Linked DNA regions of Rattus norvegicus: region 2 is linked to region 1. A link is a contact called in public Hi-C data. All regions are on one chromosome and are shown on one strand. Each heading gives the region's core, a stretch centred on a gene start, on an enhancer-like site or on the middle of the called end of the contact. The rest is flanking DNA. Distances are from core to core; before and after follow the strand shown.

Evidence for each region. Hi-C and Micro-C count contacts between places; a contact is called where the count stands out from the background.
Region 2: a contact with region 1 is called in a Hi-C map of the A7r5 cell line, with 6 times the contacts expected there. The contact joins the promoter of Gbp2 here to the promoter of Pdlim5 in region 1. A contact is called at or near these places in 2 of 12 Hi-C or Micro-C datasets (the A7r5 cell line and mammary epithelial cells).

Annotation. Positions count from the first base shown.
Region 1 is chr2:233,792,200-233,794,899 of GRCr8, reverse strand. It overlaps Pdlim5 (PDZ and LIM domain 5), which reads left to right and starts at 1,424. Exons shown (of 13, transcript NM_053326.1): 1 at 1,424-1,456.
Region 2 is chr2:234,004,388-234,007,087 of GRCr8, reverse strand. It overlaps Gbp2 (guanylate binding protein 2), which reads right to left and starts at 1,361. Exons shown (of 11, transcript NM_133624.2): 1 at 1,206-1,361.

The DNA.
Region 1 (2,700 bases), core at 175-2,674:
TTTTGGATGAGCTGTGAAACATAACCCTAAAACACACTAAACCTACCTCACACTGGAAAAATCTTCCCTGCAAACTAGTTTCCTTTTTAGAATGTAGTACAATCAAAAACTGTCCAACAAAATAGGCAAGTCACATCCTAGTATATACATTAAAACAGGAAAATAAATTTTAACAATGTTGTAAATAAGCAGATAATATCAACATGTAATCAACATACTTATTTTTTAAATTCACAAAGTTTAAAAAAACCCGGTACATTTATGTCAAGTTGGCCACAGTACAGTGAAATGTAGTCCTAATGAAACTTATAGTTATTAGAAATCCTATCCTATTCATATGTATAAATTTAGATTCATAAGGATAATATAAAAGGTTTTTACAGTGAGCTAAATTTTAACTCTAAAAAAAAAATCTCCTGGGTTCGGTCCCCAGCTCTGAAAAAAAAGAACCAAAAAAAAATCTCAGTATCAACATTTCCAATGATAAATAGTCACTCCTGGCCAGTGGCTACTATTTCAACAGCTTTGGACCTACTCTAGAATTTTGCTTGCACCTCTAGGGCAGACTTTGTACCTCTAGAGGGACCTCTGTTGAGGTTTATTTTTGTTTGCTACGCCACTTGGTTAACACTTGTGCTTTTAGTATTTTAAAAGCCAATTCAAAGAGTTAGAGAAAACTGCACGTTTCTTTTGGAATGTTCACTAAACTTTACCAAAGTTTGCTTGTGAATAAAAATTCTTTGGGCAAAATCAAACAACTTTACAGAAGTAGGTAAACGTGCTGTTGATTTGGAATTAGAAAAGTAAGCCGAGGATCGGTGGCTGAATCACTTTGCCTACTGCTTTGTGTGGCTGTCTTTTAGCTTGACGACAGATTTAACTTCTGCATATTAGGGTTAGCGATTTTCACCTTCCTGACAAGCAAACTTCAGAGTTTGCACTTCTCGAGAGTATACAGAGGTCTTTCACAAAAGCAGGCGGTAGTCGCTGAACTCGCTCCGACAGACAGAGATTTAGCTAAAGCCCTTTTCTATTTTTAGCCAGACCAACTGCGGGTCAATTCAAGTTTCTGCGGGAGTGAAAAGCGCCTAAATACAAAACAGAGAAGCGGAAGGCTAGATCTTTGCCGGGTACCACTCCAAGACTACACCCCGGAGACTACGCCCACCGAAACTCCACTCGGGGAATTGTTTTTGAGGCGGCTACAGCCGGCCCCAGCAAGTCCCCGCGTACAACCCGGAGACTCCATTGCCTTCAAAGCCAGCAGCAGTGCGGCCCCGCCCAGCCCGGACCAGGGGGTGTGGCCATCAGAGAAGGGGCGTGCCCAGCCTTGGGCGCGGGGCGGGTCGAGCGCGGAGGCGGAAGTTCCCCACCGGCTTGAGAGGGACGGCGCAGGCACCGCGAGCCACTTGTCAGCGCTGGTCTGAGGCGGAGGGTGCGCCGCGCGGGTCCGGAGGTGAGTGACCGCGGGCGGCGGCGGAGCACGTCCTCCTCCGCGATGGGAGAAACGGGTGACGGGGTGCGGCGCGTGGAGGGGCGCAGGACGGGAGGAGGACGGGGTGCGCGTTTCCTCAGAGCCGCGGCTCCTCAGGTGCTCCCGGTGCGCGCGGAGGTGTGAGAAGTGCGGGGCAGGGCGGCGCGCCGCGGGTCAGCGTCCAGAGCCGGGACTCTCCGGGACCGGCGCTCGGGAGAGCCGGACGCACCAGGGGGCGCCCGCGGAGCCCGACCGCGGGGGGCGAAGGGCAGCACCTCGGCCTGGGGCGCGCCAGCCCCCTGGGAGGCTCTGGCGAGCGGAGAATGTGCGCCTGCACGGGAAAGCGGCGCTATTTTGTTTGCTGGCTCCCGGGCTACGGAGAAGCGTTTATTTTCTCCTCCGTGAAATATTTGCCGTTGTGTAACCTGTTAGGGTTACAGGTCGGTGCGTCTAGAATGAAAGGCCACTTAGATCGGTCGCGGTCGCCAGTTTTATGAAACTGGTGGACTTTTTGGGGCTTTGGCCAGATTGTGCTTCAGCGGCGTTTGACAATGAGTGGAAAAAGGAAGGGCGTATGGACTGGGCAGAACTTGGAAAGAAAATTCGTGACTGGGCTGGGCAGGTCTAGGGTGTGATCGCCGGATCCTATCCCAGGTCCGCCTTCTTGACCCGAGGACGTCTGAACCCGCCTGCTACGGAAACTGCTAGCTGGGGAACCTTATTTGGCCAACTTGGCTAGGCGTGAACCCTAGCTGGGAAACGTCTCATCCTCTTTCATCCTAAGCCTTAGCTCTTTAGTCCGCCCACCATTCTATCTCAGGAGGAGAGAAAGAATCTCTAGGTAGTCTTAATTGAAGGGCTTACCACTCACCACAGTAGGTCTGCCCCGTTACGCACACCAAAGAAGCTGACACTGAAGTGTGGGAAACCACTTTTAGCGTCCCTCACCAGCAGTAGATGGAAGGCATTATTTAGACTGCCCCTAAAAGAAAATCCAAAACTCTACAGAAATTCCAACGTTTTTTACATGTTTGAAAGCAGAATAAGCTGTTATTTCCTGCCTGCTTGGTTGGTATTTTAGCGTTTGGGCACTAATAACCACATGGGGGAGACTTGGAAAAGGCCAATGACAATTCTGCCCTTGCTTAAGGATCAGAATATTTTAAGACAAATGAATTCCAAGTGAAGCTAGCGGAAAGGGAGTTTAGGGAAGAGACTGGTGTTGC
Region 2 (2,700 bases), core at 112-2,611, 210 kb before region 1:
TAGTCCTTTGTGGCCATTCCTAATGTTATTGCCTGGCTGGTTCCCTGTGTTCACTGAGGCTCCTTCAGCTGCATCCTGTGCTTGCCTGGCAGACTTCCATGACATTCCCAGTGCCATGGTACTTTCTGCTACCACAGAGTCTTCCAGCTCATATCTTTCCTATGTTGCCCTAGAGTTGAGATTCCTCCCAAAGCTTTGGCTCCTTCCAGTACACAATGGTAGTTATAGCAAAAATATCACATGGTGTGTATTCATTGCTTCGAGATGAAGCAGTTCTTCTGGAACATGAACTCATGAAGTCTTTGAACTTATGTAGTCACAGCCGCTGTGGCTGCCTATAGAAAACCCACATAAAGCTGGATGGTTGTTGCCACATGCCTTAAACCCAGCACTGGGGAAGCAGAGGCACACAGATCTTTGAGTTTGAGGACAGCTTAGTCTACACAGTGATTCCCAGGACAGTCAGGGCTACACTATCTTGAAAAACAAAACAAAACAAAACAAAACAAAACAAAAAAAGAAGAAGAAATAAGAAAGCCTGCATAATATCCAGCAGTCAAAATTCCACCATAGATATGTGAGAGGCTCAGGAAGCCCCAAGCATAACTTGGGTGGTATTTGGCAGGTAATAGCTGCTAGAAAAGATAGGGTTGCTTTTCTTCAGTGATATGGCCCCTGGTAAGTTACCCAAACTCCACTAGGTGGCCTTATGCCCACACCTGAATGAGCTGCAGTAAGGACTCAATAGGACATGAAACTGGGTAGCAATCAAGTGGGGGATGGGTAGGAGGAGATGAAGAAAAGAGTAGGGAATATATACAATCAAAACCACATGACATACATGATGTTCTCAAGGAGCAAATTTTGTATAGATATAGATATATTCAAAATAATATACACAAAGATTTTATAGCTCCATAGATTACCAACGGGAGAACTGTCGCTTTTTACACTGGTAGACACTGAAAACAAGTTCAGGGATTCTGTCTGAGTTTCATTAGACAGTAAAGATAATCTTTAAAAAAAAAAAGCAATATGAACCTTAAAACACGTATGCCTTCAGTGTGGAGTCTTCTTAAGCAGACTTTATTTTGCCATGGACATTAGGGGAAAGGCTACCTCTGTCAACCAGACCAGCCCCCACTCACATTCAGCCTCCAACCAGCAGTCTACTAAATGCTTTTCCACCCCTGCCTCTGTCTTACCTTAAACGAAATTCTTTAGAGAAGAATGCCTGACAGGTTCAGGGTCAGGCTGCTGATCACTCTGTCCTTTTTCACGGGCTCTGTGGCAAAAACCCTGTCATAACCTAGGAAGTTCCAAATTGTCTCCAGAGAACTTGTGAAGAGTTAGATCTTTTATAGAGAAACGCTTAAGACAATGAAAGTGAAACTAAAAAACTTCCTAATGGGTTGGGTTAGAAGGATGACTCAACCACAATGGGGGGAGTGAGGGGTTTGCTCCTCAGAGAAGGGCTCAGGGATTTCTCAAGTAGAAACTGCCAAGTGGTGCAGTTTTCCACCACAGTTCTCACAGGTGTTTACAATCCAAGGTGATGGCTTACTGAAGAGGGTGTGGCTCTGAAATCGCTTACTGAAGAGGGTGTGGTTCCAAAATCCCTTACTGAAGAGGGTGTGGTTCCAAAATCCCTTACTGAAGACGGGGTGGTTACCTTAGTTTAGGTCCTTTTTTGTCTGTGCATTAGTGTTTTGGGAAGTTGCAAGCCCCACTGAGCTGGGCAGTTACCAAGAGATTGTACAATTCGGAAGAGGACCTGAATGGTTTCAAGACCATTTCTCTGTACTGTGAAAGAGTGAAGATGGGAAGAAAGGGGTTAGAATTAGAAAGAGCAATGAGGAGGGGCTGGGGATTTAGCTCAGTGGTAGAGCGCTTGCCTAGGAAGCGCAAGGCCCTGGGTTCGGTCCCCAGCTCCGAAAAAAAGAACCAAAAAAAAAAAAAAGAGCAATGAGGGAAGAAGGAAGGAAAAAGAGGAAAGGAGAGAGGAAAAAGTATCACTGAAAGTGAAAGTGAACCTGAGTTCCTTTAAACAAATGCTGGGAAATCAGCTGACTCCTTTGTTCCTTCATTTGCCTTTTGGACTAGAATAATCTCCGTTAACATTATATACACTCCCCAAACAATGTCAGCATCTCTTAAATGTTCCTCAGTCAGTAAAGTTTTAAGGGTAAACAAAAGGGATACTTTTTTGGTTTCTAAGCTTAAAGGGGCGGGGTTTCCAGTCTTGTTTTGCAGTGTGTTTCCTTAGAAAGAAGTGAGTCAGAGCCCTGACCCCTAAACTACTGAGTGTAAATTACTTCTCTCAGAGGCTGAGGGAAGCCACTATTGCTCTAAAATTCTGAAACAGAGGTCTGTGAGTCTCTGAACTCAGGCTTGGAATGGCCATGGAGTTGAGGAGTCACTGGCACTGTGGCTGTGAACAGTGTCCAAAAACTGTGCTTTGAAGTTCTGAAGGCATCTAATTAACTCTCAGGCTGGTCTACCCACTGACTGGTACTTAAAACCTTCCTTGGACCTAAAATAAATCAGACAATAGGCCAGACTCAAAATTTTCTGGGTACAAGTGTTGAGCTCTTTCTACAAGCACACATGATACCAGCATGCACTCAAAAGTATGCTACAGAAACATGATACCACCCACTGCTCGTCTATAAGTTAGTGTATCGCCAGAAGGGTTTCTTA